2 separate regions of the Gossypium hirsutum genome follow, and region 2 is linked to region 1. The links are chromatin contacts, called in public Hi-C maps. All regions are on one chromosome and are shown on one strand. Each heading gives the region's core, a stretch centred on a gene start, on an enhancer-like site or on the middle of the called end of the contact. The rest is flanking DNA. Distances are from core to core; before and after follow the strand shown.

Region 1 (7,961 bases), core at 3,207-5,706:
TTTGGGTACAATCCTCAGAGTACTTACCTACTTTATTGTAACTATCCTGACCCATATACTTGCGGATATTGCTTCAATTCCTTATATTTTAGTTGCAGTATTCACACTCTAGACGTTGCTATGTCCAGGGATGGTCATTGAGAAAATGCTCATTAATATATAAACATCCAATGAAGCACGAGTGTTTAATACATCTCCATCATTAATGTTCCAGCAAAAATGAAAAAAACAAAATAGTACAACAAAAAGAAAAGAATAAAAAAGAAAACAATGAAAACATAAACTAAGAAATATGATAATAAAGAACAAATGTTTAGCGAACAAAATCTATATTCAAAAGCTTATAAAGTAGTATTTATAGTCTACTAACATTTAACCTAACATTGACCATTATGTCCATAAATGAAAAGAAACTTAAGCTTGTTTGGACACAAAATTATTCTTGCAGTTTTTCACTCGTCTAGTAGTAGTGTCGCGACACCCAAAATAGTGGTGAACTTGTGGGTCTTGGGGGTCTCAATGTCGCAACACCTATTGGTTGGTGTCGCGACATCACTAGATTTGGTCTGCAGTACGTGAACAAGCCACTTTCAGTACTTCCTCCGTCAATATCCCAGTCCCATGCATCAGATAATAACAACATGGCATGCAGTAAATAACAACAGTCAAACATGCATTTAGGTCAATTTAACCCTAGGGGTATTTCGGTAATTTATCTCCTAGGGGTAAAATTGTAAATTTTCCACTTTTAAAGGTATTTCAGTAATTTGTCTATTTTAGGGTTTTTCATGCATATTCCTACCTTTCACGTACTAACAGAATCACGTACCGAGGGTTCTTACCGAATTGAGCCCGTTGGCCCATCATTCCAATTTTGGCCCATTAAGCCCAAAAATATCGAGGGCACAGAAATCATGCACTTTGCAGTCCAAACATTGCAGCTTACCAAAAACATTAATCGATTTACCTCACGAGCATTCGCACACTCGCAAATCTACAAAATACCGGTTTTCGGCATTTCGGCTTTTTGGCTTTTGCCGATCTAGACTAAGAAAGAGGGTGTTAGTTACACACCTATTTGCGACGATATGCTGACGAGATCCACACACGAACCGCCTACAATTGGATTACTAACACGTTAATCTAACTATTCAAATACAAACTACGTATTAACCCCTTACAATATTTGGCCAACCACACTTACAGATCATAGTAAGCTTATAAGAAATCAATAAGCAACTCATTAACAAATTTTTGTCAATGTTTACCACATAATCATAATTTCACTGCAAGCTGTCTTCCTGAGCAACAGTCACTAAATTATTTATAACTGGAGCTACGAAACTCCAAATCAAGTTCCGTTAATTTTCCCTGAAAATAGACTCATATATCTTCTATCCATAAAATTTTCAGAATTTTTGGTTTAGCCAATCAATACCACATTTTTCTCAAAGTTTCCCATGTTTCACTGTTTGACTAATCTGACCACTCTTCATTACGAATCAAATTTCTCATTGTACAGAATTCAAAATATGTTCTTGTTTATTTCATTAGAAACTAGACTCAATAAGCTTTAATTACATAATTTATTCAGTTTCTAATTCATCTCCCACAGTTTATGGTGATTTTCCAAAGTCACGTTACTGCTGCTGTCCCAAGCAGATTTATTACCAAATCACTCTTTCACACATACCTTGCATGCATGTTATTTAAACATGTATATCACCAATCAATCATCACATATCTATGATTTTACTTAAGAATAATCTCCATTTCATCATTTTAAAGCACAACATGTTAGCTGATTTTTCCCTTTAACATCTAAGGCACATGCATGCTCATTTGTTTGGCTCAACTTCACCTATCTTCCATTTTTTTCATCAAAAGAACATGAAACAACAACCATTTCCTTCATTTTAATTCATGACTAAATGCTCACAACACAACTAAAAACCAAAATATGCTTCAAGAGTTAAGGTAGAATCAAGAAGAACTCATGAACCTCAAAATAGAAGCAAGGTACCAAGAACTTACCTTCAATTTTCCTCCTCCTAATGACCGAATACTCAAGAGCTTTCTCCTTTCCTTTCTCTTTTCTAACTTTCAGCTATGATGAACAAAGATGGACAAAACTTTGTTCTTTTCACCCTTTTTTCTTTTAATAAAACTTCATATTTCATCCATTTAATTCTTTAATACAAAAGACATGAAATTCTTATCATGAAACATTTACCTAACCCATTATCATGGAACATTTACCTAACCCATTATCATGGAACATTTACCTAACCTATTATCATGGAACATTTACCTAACCTATTATCAATTTGTATCAATTTGTACCATAAATTATGGATATCAAGTGCACATTTTGTCTACAACAACATGATGGCTGGCCACTTCATGTAAAATGGGAGGTTTGTCATGGAAATCCTCCTATTTTGCACTCCTATTTATTTGGTCACTTCAATTTAGCCTATAGCATTTTCAAACATTTTCACATAGGTCCTATTTCATAATTTCACTCACAAATGACAAAATTAAAGCATGAAAATTTGCCAACATTCACAGAATTCCCGAAAATTGGGGCGTTACAATCACGACTTCGGAGGCTTGGTATCATGACGTTGGCTTGGTGTCGCAACATCCATCTCTCGGTACCATGACGCCACAAAAATAAGCTTCCATGTGATTTTTTGTTGAAATTTTGCATCCTCAATGTGAAAGGTCTAGGCTATTATCATTCCCCTACACAAGCTCAATCATATCATTAAGTTCCCTATGGTATCGTTTGTCTAATTTGGGTCTCAAAAGGGGCAAAACTCAACAAAAACGTCTATTAAGGTTAGAACTAAAAACCGATAAAAACATATAAATGACACTTAAATTGCTTGAGAATAAGTTCCTCGAGTGTAATGGAGAGCCTAATTTGATGTACGAAATTATGACAGATCATATTACTAACTATGTTGATCTAAATGTGTGGCATAAGAGGCTTGGTCACCCAACACTTGATGTATAAACCAAAGATTAACAACTTGTAATATTCCTGTTGTAAGAAATTGCAATCAAATTCTTTGTAAAGCTTGCTAACTTGGAAAATTTTACAAGCTTCCATTTCAACCTTATGTTGCTCAATATAATGAACCCTTAGAAGTAGTGGTAGCAAACCTATGGAGGTTTGGATCAGTGTATTCAAATGGTTTCTCTTACTATTTAGCTTGCTTTGATATGTATTTAAACACAATTTGCATTTATGAATTTTCATAGCATGATAGAGAGGCGACTTGGCTCTAAGTTGAAAGTATTATAAATAAAAGGTGGAAGGGAATTTAGTACCTTGGTTTCATACCTTAAGACCAATGACATTCTCTGCAAATTATCCTATCCACATACCTTAGAACATAATGGTCTTGCAAAAAAATAAAACATAAGTAGTTTGTTGAGGTTGGCTTTTCCATACTAGCTCAAACATCCATGCCTCTCAGTCACTAGAATGATGCCTTCACAAGTGTTATCTTCCTTATAAACAAACTACTTGCCAAGGCCTTAATAAGCACATTACACTATGAAAAAACTTTTCAAGTTAAACCTGATTACACCTTTATGAAGATTTTTGGTTGTCTATGTTATCAAACCTTAGACTTTATAACCAAAACTAACTTCAATTTAGATCTTACCTTGTACCTTAATTAGTTATTCATCTACATTGTAATGTCGTAAAATTTTCAGTGTCATAAATTGCATTGTAATGAGAATAAAGCTAGTTAAATTCTTAAAAACAAGCTTTGTATCATTCACAATAATTTTAATTAATAAAATTTGACATCAGAAAAACATCGAAATTGAGTAGAATTATAGGTAGTTAAATTGAGACATGGAGAGAACAAAGTGGCAAGTTAAAAGTGAGATTAAGATTAACTGAAGTATATAAATGAGGGAGCATTAGAATAGAAAATAGCCTAAGGACTAATGGGCAATTGGACCGTTTTAAATTAAAAATGTTTAAAAAGAAATTTTATTATATCTATAATATTTATAAAATATCCAATTGAGTTGATATCATGAGTTAATATGATACAAAATTAATTGAGAAATGACTAAAATTAAAAACAAAAGAATTATTATAAAAGTATTTATATGTGTTTTAATAATTTAAAAACTATTTTAAAAATAAATAATTTAAATTATAACTGTAAAAGAATCCTTAAAATGAATGAGTGATTTAATATATTTTAGATGCGGGATTTATACTTTGTATTTTTTTTATATATTACTTTTTTTTTCTTTACCTCTAATCTAGATGTCACATAATACAATACGTGATAGTTAGCTTTTAATCCTAGGCCCAACTGAAAAAGACAAAGTACGACCCAATAATGTTTGCTACATATATAACTATTTGTGTTCAGGTGACGTAAGAACCCAAACCATCTCTTTCCCCACCCCCTTCCACAAATATGGGCTAAAGCATGTGTTCTCCCTAGCCATTCGTATATAAATATCCAAGCAGACGGAGGAACATTAACGCTTTTCACTTTCTTTTCCGCATCTTTAGGGTGAAAAGCGTGAATGCGAATGCTCGTACTTGAATGTTTAACAAAATGTCTTAATTCTCAAAGCATACTTTTCTCATAGATTGAGTGTGCGACTGAAATGAAGATTGCCATGGCCCACACACAAATACACACTTCACTTAAGAAGCTTGAAATCTGATGATGAGAGCATGAAGAAATTGGGACATGCATATAATACCAAAATAATGTTTTGTCTTAATCCAGCTAATCCTTACATCCATTGACCAAAACAAAAAATAAATACAAATTAATAAAGCTTGTCCCATTGGGTAAACGGCTATGTTGTTTGGAAAGCTTAATCTATCAAGTATCATAAGAATTTTATACTCTTACAAACTCTCAGTTCTTTTAATCTTATCAAATTAATATACATAACTGTATTAGTTTTTATATTCTTCTTGGTTTGAGACCTTTTGTTACTCGATAATTAGATTAGAGTAAAATTAAATTTATAGTCAAGTTGATTTGAACCCTTAACTAAATAAAAGATAGAACTTTCTCTATTCGAAACTTTACTTAAAAAATATCAATCTTCTTACCACTTGATCCAACATATTTTTGCTACAGACATTGCATTGAAACAAATTAGCATGGCAATAGTCTATTCTGTTTCTAAACTGTTAGAATGCAAATACTACATATGTGAAAAGTAGAATAAGAGAAACTTTCACGCAAAACTCAACTGAAAATTCTACCTAATTAAAGCCTACCCCCTTCTAGATGTTATTGGAAACAAGCAACAAAAAAAAGCTTGTCTTGAAAAAGTAAAAGTTTGGGGGACTAAAATAAGATTCATTCATATCCCTTTAATTTGTTCTTCGAATATCATATGAATATGATCTCAAGTTGTGTAGTGGACAAAGAAAAGTTAGATTCTTTCCAGAAAAGAGTCTCAGTGAGAATTGCATGTTAATGGTTTTGTATCTATGTAGATTCTAAACTTAATCGAATAATGGGATTGATAATATAGATATCTTTCTTTTTGGCTTATATTTGCTGACCTAGATGTAGGGCTTCAGCTTCCAAAAAAGAATATAATATTGTCACCAGTCCCTATACTCTTTGGAACTTTGAAATTTAGTCCCACTTCTTGTTTTATTTATAAAATTGACTTCTGTTAAATTTGGATATGTGTTATTTTTAAATTCAGGATTCAAAAATTGAAATGCCATCCATTGATAGAGTTATCATTTGTACTTTAATTTTCAGTTTAAACAAGTAAAGGGATTGAGGTCTTTGTAGTAGGGTAAAACTCGGCATAACTAGCCAAAACATGTAAGGTTTTTGCTATATATTATAAAGGTGAAAATCTGTCATAAGTTCTTATACTTTTTGAAAATTAGAAATTTAGTCCCTTTACTTTTTAGATTTTAAAATTCAGGTCTAATGTTTAACACTATTAAATTTTCCTTGTTAAATTTGTTGTTGTGTCATTTTTAAAATTTAAAAAACACTCACTTGGTAGCCATGTAATTAAAAAATGACTTTGTAATTAATTTGAATTTAACAAAAAGAATAATAGTATTAACAGTTTGACCTAAATTATGAAATTTGAAAAATAAATGGACTAAGTTCAATGAAATAAAAAAGTATAGGGACTTGTAGCACATTTTTACCTATTATAAAAGGTAAAATTGTGCTGCTACTAGTGTTTATACTTCGATAAAATTTGAAATTTACTCTTTGTACTTTAAAAGTAAAAAATTAAATTTTTTACTTTTTCAATTTAAAAATCGTAGTCCAATCATTTACAATATTAGTATGTTCTATAAAAAATTATCAACTTCGAATATTTATTTTCCATCAATTACGTGTCAAGTTAGAAACTTTTTTGACAGAAAATACTAGTGATGTTAATGACTAGACTAGAATTTTTAAAATAAAAAAGAAAAAGTAAGAAGATTTTACTTTTATCTTTTTACATACAAGGCTTAATCTATAATTTTTCCAAAGTACAAGGACTGATGATGTTATTTAACCAATAAATTGTCCTAAGTTAGATCCTTTTCGTCCTAATTCACGACATCTTCAAGAAATTGTTGGTGGAGAAAAAGTCAAAAATAGGAGGCTTGTATATTTCTCACGTGAGGAAAGTGTTTAAAACTTGGAAGTTTTTTTTTTTTGGAAATGAAAAAAACTTTGCTTTCAATTAGAACCCTTTGAAAAAACCTTCTTACCTAATCTCGTTGGCGAATAAGGAGAACACCATAGAATATATGAGATAAGTTGCATATTTTTCATGGATAAATATTAAAATTATACATGAATTATGATTTAATATATAATTATATATATGAATTTTAATTTTATGTAATTTTATATATGAAATTTTGATTTGATCTAATTTTTATAAATTATTAACACAATTATTGATATAATATCATTTTATATTTATATATTGCATACATGAATAATTATATTTATACAATATAAAAATAAATTGATGTATTTATTTCTTTAAGTGTGTATGATTAAATCAAAATTAAAGTTTCAAGTAAATATTTAAACCACAATTAGAGTTTCATGTGTATAATTATACCAAATTAAAATTAATGTATACAATTATACATTAAATCAAAATTTATGTATAATTTTAAGATTTATTCCTATTTTTCATTGCTTTTTACACATTTTTTCTAAGAATAAAGTTGAGAATAAAATCAGTTATTCCATGGAAATCTTGGTTTAGTGATGAGATTGAAGGTTTAAATTTTTTTTAAAATCATATTTTAGTTTTAATTTAAATTTCATTTAAATTTAATTTTTATTATATATGTGTTTAGTCTAAATTTGTTTTAATTTATGTTCACATATATTTTGATAAGATGTAATTGTAATGGTAGTATCTATAAGCAAGGGATTCTCTTTTCATCCATACCTTGTGCGTATTGCAGGCTGTACTTTAAAATCAACAAAACAAAAAGTATAAGGAGAAATCATGAAGAAGCGAATATGAAAAAAAAATGATGATGTTTGAGAAAGGAAACAAGTTGATTTAATCACATGAAATATGCACAACGAGAATTCCAAAAGGTTAATAAAGTTTTGTGGGGGGAGTGAATCATATTTTTAGTCGAACAAACAACGACGTCATGACGAAAAGTTTATTGATGTTTCAACGATGGAAGATGTCGTGACGACGTAAATGGGGACTTGGTGACGTGTCAATGTGTTCCCCATATAAATCGGGTTTCTTCTCCCAGTTAAACTCTGATATCTTCTCTTAGTTAAACTCTAATTACTCCAGAGATATTTTAGTATAATTAGACCTCTAATCTTAGCCTATTTAAATGGGCATTATATCCTTGTTTTGAGAGGCAAATTAAGAGGCAATTAAAGATGTAGTACTGCAGGGTTTTTTTTTTGTTTTGGGGCGACAAGATG
Region 2 (7,961 bases), core at 1,433-3,932, 42 kb after region 1:
AATAACAACGATTGCAATAGAATAAGAGGTATTTTGGCCACCTTTAAAAAACTCGATATATCTAGACGATTTTTAAGATGATTGCATTATTTGTTTAGCATCTGATAATTTACAAGTCTAAACCAGAAAGTTTCATTCTTCAACCTAGATATTAAATTAAAGAAAAAATTCAATATTCTATAATAAGCATAAATTTAATATAAACGATAAAAAATCAGTACTTGCTTAAGTGATAACTTAATTAAAATTACCATATCAATGACTACAAGAGCTATATGATTCACTTGCTTCAACAGGGTCATACTAGAGTTTCAAAACATCGAATTAAAGGAGAAAAGAAAGATTATGGAGAGATTTTTTAGGTTAAGAAATAAAAAATGGTGGGAGACAACTTCAATTGAGAGCTATAAGTCAATTTTAGTTTAATTCCAAATAAAATGTTTTATTTGCAAAATCATAAAAATTTTAAAAATATTAACTTTACTAAATAATAAATACTATTTTTATATAATAAATCTTAATTCTATTATAATTTAAACGTATTTAATTTTTTTTAAAATAATATAACAACTAAATTGATTTATCTAATAATAAAAAAATTAATTTAATCCAATCTCTCCCGAATACTTTAATTAAAAATAAAGTATTGGTTACATTATCCAAGTACCTGTGCACGTCCAAAAAAAAAGTATAGCATAACCCTTGCACTTCTAATATATAAATGAAAATTCCAGTATTAGTTTTGAAAGTCAATACAACAAATACAAAATCTTAATTCATAGCGTTTACTTTCATTTGTGCAGCGACAGCTTTTAATTAATTAACACTAATAGAGATTGAGATTTAATCACAATTAATATCTTTGTTTGGAAGGTTATCACTTAATATTTTTTTAATAGAAATGTCAAAGGAGTAAGTAATACAGTATAGATTACAAATTAATCCAGCTTTGCTGTTCCTTTTTTTTCACTGCATATACAAGGGAGAGAGAGGGATGGGTGATATACAACTTCAACCCTGATTTATAATACCAAGAAACAATAACTTTTTCACACAAACTTCATTATGACAAATGTCAAAGCAAAATGGGAATGGTTAAAAATGTAATTTAGTTGAAATTGGGTAACATCAATTTAATTCAAATTTTCTTAACAAAAGTATATGACTATTTATTTATTTTACTATCTTCAAATAATAGTGATTGTGTGAGGGATCATAATGCTGAGTAGATTATTGGGTTCGTTAAATATTTGAGTAATTGCACTATTTTGAAGGTAAAGTTTTGGAGGATATTGGATGGGTTGAATATTATTTTGGATACGCATTTCGAGAGAATTCTAATCCAAACAGATAGTATTGAAGCTATTAATGTAATCATGGAAGATTCTTCTGGGAACTCTAATCCTGTGATAATCAGGAGAATTCATCATATTCTGAAGAGGGTGGAGCAGTAGAAAATTCAATATATTCCTAGAGAAGATAACTCAATTACTGATAGTCTAGCCAAGACAGTTCATACTAGGAGATTAGGCTTAAGATTATTTGAAGATCCTCCTTTGAGAGTCTAAGTTTATTAACTTTGTATTTTTTATTTTATTCACCAAAAAAAATATCTTCAAATAAAATAACTTGAATAATTCCTCAAACAAATCATCTCGGTAAAAAAAACTATCATTCCTTTTTTTTTAAAGACTATTATTAATGTAAAAGATAAATATAGATCTTTTTACATATATTTTATTCCATTCACATAGTAAATATGATATAAATTAATATTTATTTACGAGTGTGATATTAATATACCTTTTATAATATTCTTGTTAAAATAATTTAATAATTTTAAATTTTTTATACAATTTCTATTATTACCCACACTCCCAAACCATTAAATTAGAAAATAATATGAGCTTAAACACCGGTGAACTTACATCCTTTTAATAACGAATTACAAGCTTCAAAAATAGTTGATTGGGTTTCGAGTTTGAGTATTGCAACTTGAGCTTGATCAATATTTTAAAACGGACCTATTTTTTTGTCTAAACTTATTTTTTAGTTTTAATATTTTTTTTAAACTCCTAAATTCTAAGTGGGCATTCGTACTTAGATAAGTACCTTGACCCTTGATCATATCTAATATGAATTAAAAAAATGTTGTTAAGGAACTTCTAAGTTGTGGTCTATTGGTGAAGTGTTTACTTTTCTTAGAAATAGTTTAGGTTTAACCATAGGGGTTAGGTGAGATGAAAAAAATGTATTTTACCTTAACCAATAATCAATGGTTCAATTCTCACTTTTGATATAAAATAATTTTAAAATTCGTAGTCAACGTCTACTTTTTTAATGAACTTACAGAATGCAAAAGATTAATCACAATGCTTCTTTCAATGAATATATTAAAAAAACAAAAAAAATATCTAAATTTAAATCATTATTATACCTAAAAAATTTATGTTTTTAAGAAAATATATATCATTATTTTAATAAACTATTTAAACTAAAAAATAAAGTCAATACCAATTTTTGAGAATACATAAATAAAATATTAGATTTCAGCAACGTAAAACTATAAAAAAACAAAACAAGATTAGTTGCTGAAATAAATAATGGAATGACGTGAGTTGTGGTGTGTACAATGTAAAGGTGCATTAAGGGGTAATTAAATCAGCAGCCCCTCACCATCAGCTAGGAACAGTTCTTCGTTGACTTAATGGCTAAGGGTCGTCGTTTTCTTGTATGTTCAAAGCACCATATTTCCTTTGTTTTCTGTGCAGATTTCTTGAACACACAAAACCTTATTTAATTCCATTTCCAGTCACTTATATAATTTGATGTTTGTCGTGGACCCCCAACTTTTGTCTATTTCTGCCAAAAATATCTTCTTCCCTATTTTCGTAGACAATACTTGTCAAAACCCCTGACTCCACATAACTGTTATTATCATTATAAACTAAACTTAAATATTTTTTTTCTACCTAAATCTTATGGGTAAAAGTAAAATTTTCATAAAAAAAATGATTGTCAAAATTAGTTAACTCAATAAAAATTTGTAAAAAATTGAATTATTCATAGAAGAAGAATTGATCCAGTTGAACTGAATTTAACTTAATCTAAATATTTAAATTTTTTGCCATAATTTATACAATAAATTTTTATAATTCTATTATTATTTGTTTGTATTTTTTTATGATTTTAAAATTTTTTATTTTGTAATAATTGAACCGAAAATCAGTTTTATGAAGGATCCAATTTTTACAGCATTATCCTAATTACAAAATGTGGGATTATCCATGCTAATCCTATATTCTAGAATCATATATTTCATATTTGGATGGAAAAAAGTTACTTCTCGCCAATAATATGACGACATTAATGCACCAGTATCGGTAGTGCCAATATTTTAACAATAATCTCAACGCCACTATTTATTGGGAAATCTTATATTATTTTGTTAATATGAGATTTACTCTATTCTTAATCACTTTAATTCATTTTTATTAAACTAGCTAGAAAATAATAAATACTAATGAATTAAATTATACTAACATTTCAATTATATTCATTATAAACGATTTTTTTCTAATATTATTAATTGACATAAATTAAAGAAATTTATTTACACCGGTGTAAAATTAGAGTAGTTTTACACACTCCAATATTTTTTGTATGATTAATATTTTAACATCAACTATCATATTTTATGTTTCATTCACATATATTACGTTTGTCAAGTTTTTCTGCATATTTGTTTTATATAAAAACTTTCTAAGTGTTACATATATATATTAATATAAAGAATATTTTAGATCAATATAATAGAAATATTGAATTGATTTAAAAATTTACACGCATAATAAGTACAAAAATATCTTAATAAATTCAACGATTGAATTATTAAAATATTATTACATTATCTTAAATTTTAATTAACTATTATAAGTGAGTTTTTTTTTAAAGCAACCAGGGATATTTATTATCTGAAGAAAATTAAAACGTCTGACAAATGTACTCAAAATAAACTTAAACAACAAGTAGAAAACTCTAGAACAAAAAAGAAAACACATTAAAAATTTTTATATCCCCGTCATTTGAAAATGACCTGTCCCCAACCTTCCATTTTCCTACTTGACGATTCAGATTCATTGGAGATAGGGCCTGAGGGTAGATGAAAACGTTTCTGATGAAGGGCCTCTCTACACCCTCCTTCTCTTCGATCCTACACTTCATTTCAGTTTTGGTCTTTCCAGTTCCGATTGGTATTTGGCATAACCAGGAACCTCACCAAGTAAGTAAATTTCTTCCTTCTTTCTGAGACTTGTTGTAGCAATGATATGGGCTAACTAGTTAGCCAATCTCGAAACAAAGAGAAAAGTAATCGCTTGAAAATTGTCTTTTTCGCTTTGGATGTTTCTGATATATGCACTGACCTGCGATTTATCTCTAGATTGTGCCATGCATTTGTTGGTAATTGTTTTGGAGTCCCCTTCGACAATAATGTCTGTCAAGCCCATGTCTTTCCCGTAAGAACAGCTTCATAGCAGGCAATAGTTTCCGCTTCAAAGGCCGTAGCCACCATAAAATGGAGGTGGGATGTAGCTATTTTAATTTCCCCTGTATAATTCCTTGCTACTATCTGTTGGAGCTAAGTGCAACAAATAGCAAGGTTCAACAATAAGCTTGCCGAGCAAGAATCGAGACTTGCGGCAGAAACAAAGAAGAAAAATGAAATAAATTTTAAGCAAAGCTAAAATAGAGAGTATATGGATGAAATCTTGATTGAATTCATTCATTTTTTTAAAATGGCATAAAGCCTATTTATACAAGCTTACAACTTGACAACTTAGTTGGAATACAACTAAGTTTCATCATTACATCCACTTAAAATAAATCACCACCTACTACCACTAACAAACTTAGTTGGAATACAACTAAGTTTCATCATTACATCCACTTAAAATAAATCACCACCTACTACCACTAACAAACTTAGTTGGAATACAACTAAGTTACATCATTACATCCAAATAATAATAATAATAATAATAATAATAATAATAATAAAACATGTGATTGCTACATGCTAACCATTGCTTCAATACTCCTCCTTGGTTTGCATGGAGCAAACACCTAGCTTCCTTCTTAGACATTCGAACCTTGTGACATTAAGGGCTTTAGTCAAAATGTCTACAAGTTGATCCTCAGAATTACAATGGATCAGCTTCACTTCCTGAGCTTGCTCCATTTCTCGAACAACATGCAACTTGATGCTGAAATGCTTTGTTCTTCTATGGAACACTGGATTTTTAGCAATTGCAACTGAAGATTGGTTGTCACAGAAGATCTCAGTAGCTTCCTTTTGATGCACTTTCAAATCAGCTAAGATTTTCCTTAGCCAAATGGCTTGGTTGACAGCACTTGCAGCTGCCACATATTCTGCTTCAGCAGTAGATTGAGCCACCAGACTTTGCTTCTTCGAGCTCCAGCAAAACATGGCTGAACCAAGGTTGAAAGCATACCCTGAGGTGCTTTTCATGTCATCTATCGAGCCAGCCCAGTCACTATCAGTGTAGCTAACCAGCTTCAGATTTCCTTCCTTGCTGTACCTTAAACCATAGCTCAAAGTGCCTTTGACATATCTAAGCACTCTCTTAGCAGCTTGTAAATGCTTTTTATTGCAACAATGCAAGAACCTTGAGAGCAATCCTACAGCATACATTATGTCTGGTCTAGTGGCAGTTAAATATAACAGACAACCAACTAGACTTCTGTAGGTTGTTTCACAAACCTTCTCAAAATCACCTTGGCTCGATAGTTTTTCTCCAACAGCAACAGGTGTTTTAATTGCTTTACTGTTTTGCATGGAGAACTTGGTCAGAATCTTTGTGGCAAAGTTTCTCTGACTTAGAAATATCCCATTTTGTGCTTGAGTCACCTCCATTCCAAGGAAATAAGACATTTCCCCTAGATCAGACATTTCAAATACTTCTTGCATCTTGGTCTTGAAATCGACCAGCACTGCTCGATCTCCTCCTGTCACCAGCAGGTCATCAACATATAGGGATACAATAAGCTGTGTTTGTGTCCCTTGCTTCTTGACATACAGTGTTGGCTCACTCTTGCTTTGATCGAATCCCAAATTAGTCAAGTAGCCATCGATTCTGCTGTACCAGGCCCTTGGAGCCTGTTTTAAGCCATATAGGGCCTTCTTCAGTTTGTAGACCATATGCTCTCTGCCAGCTATCTCAAACCCTTGTGGTTGTTCAACATAGATCTCTTCATCTAAGAAACCATTCAGAAAGGCTGATTTCACATCGAGTTGATGGATCTTCCACTCGAGCTGTGCTGCTAAGGCAATCAGTAATCTGATGGTGTCTAGCCTGGCCACTGGTGCAAAGGTCTCCAGGTAGTCCAGGCCATACCTCTGACTGAACCCCTTGACAACTAGCCTTGCTTTCAGTTTGTTCAAGGTACCATCAGCATTTTGCTTGGCTTTGTACACCCATTTCACCCCAATTATCTTCCTTTTGACTGGCCTTTCAACTAATTCCCAGGTCTGGTTCTTCTCAATCATGCTAATCTCCTCAGCCATTGCCTGCTTCCACTATTGCTGAGCTTCAGCCTCTTCAAAATTGCTTGGTTCAGCTATGGCTACATGAGCTCTTTCATAAATCTCAGTCAATGGTCTTGTTCCTCTAACTGGTTCATCATCAATGTCCATTTCAGGAACATTTTGATCTGGCTCAGCTTGATCTGCTGCAAGTCCTTCTGAAACTTCCTCAGGTTCATGTTTTTCCCAGTTCCAACATGACTTTTCATCAAATACCACATCCCTACTGACTGACACTTTCTTTGTTGAAGGATCCAAGATCCTATGGCCCTTCTTAACAGTGCTGTAGCCCACCAAAATACCAGGTCGAGCCCTTTCAGACAATTTGTCCCTTTTGACAGCAGGTACATGAGCATAACAGATGCATCCAAAGACCTTCAGATGAGCCAGTGATGGCTTGAATCCAAACCAGGCTTCGAATAGAGTCTTCTGATCCAAGGCCTTGGTTGGAAGCCTATTTTGAATGTAGTTTGCAGTGTTAACTGCCTCTGCCCATAGTGCTTTAGGCAGATTCTTCTGAATCATCAAGCACCTGGCCATATCCATCAAACTCCTATTCTTCCTTTCACTTACACCATTTTGCTGAGGTGTATATGTGTTGGTAAGTTGATGTTTGATGCCTGCCTTATCACAGAAGGCTTGGAACTGAACTGAGGTGTACTCAGTCCCATTATCAGACCTTATGGACTTCAGCTTGCAACCTGTTTCAGTCTCAGCAGCAGTCTTAAACTTCCAAAACACTGAGGCCGCCTCTGATTTCTGTTTTAGGAAGTAAAGCCAGCAATATCTTGAAAAATCATCAATTAACAGTATGAAGTACCTGTTTCCACTTAATGACTCAGTCCTCATAGGGCCACACACATCAGTGTGCACCAGTTGGAGTTTTTCAGAGGCTCTCCAGGCTTGATTCGAGGGAAATGGGAGTCTGGCCTGCTTTCCTAGCTGACACACTTCACACACATCATCATGATCCACTGAGTTGATGAAGTTTTCAGCCAAGTCCTCTCTGACCATTCGAGCCATCGATCTGAAGTTGGCATGTCCCAGTCTTTGATGCCAAAGCTTGGATTCATCTGATGTGACTGTGTAGGCAATGTCTGACTCCCTGGTCCAGTCAACTACAAAGCTCTTATTAGCCATAGGAACTGCCATCAGCTTGGATCCACTTGGATCATTGATTTGGCATTGGTTGTCTTTGAACACAACAGAATAACCTTTCTTCAGCAACTGAGCTATGCTGAGCAGGTTTCTGTCAATTTCAGGCACCAAAAGCACATTTGAAATCACTTTGGCACCTGTGGGGGTGCATATCAGCACATCACCCTTGCCTTCAGCTTGAATAAAATGTCCATTTCCT

The links. Hi-C and Micro-C count contacts between places; a contact is called where the count stands out from the background.
Region 2: a Hi-C map of leaf shows a contact between it and region 1, with 1.8 times the contacts expected there. The contact joins two enhancer-like sites. A contact is called at or near these places in 4 of 34 Hi-C or Micro-C datasets (fibers and leaf).

What each region holds. Positions count from the first base shown.
Region 1 is chrA13:7,352,750-7,360,710 of Gossypium_hirsutum_v2.1, forward strand. No RefSeq gene overlaps it. Among protein-coding and RNA genes, the nearest start is that of LOC107925439, 5.9 kb to the left of the region's middle. Within about 2 kb of position 4,457, at least 3 of the 9 cell types and tissues checked have an H3K27ac peak or open chromatin away from gene starts, as enhancers often do. A contact at or near this core is called in leaf, where this site is marked.
Region 2 is chrA13:7,396,894-7,404,854 of Gossypium_hirsutum_v2.1, forward strand. No RefSeq gene overlaps it. Among protein-coding and RNA genes, the nearest start is that of LOC107938836, 7.3 kb to the left of the region's middle. Within about 2 kb of position 2,683, at least 3 of the 9 cell types and tissues checked have an H3K27ac peak or open chromatin away from gene starts, as enhancers often do. A contact at or near this core is called in leaf, where this site is marked.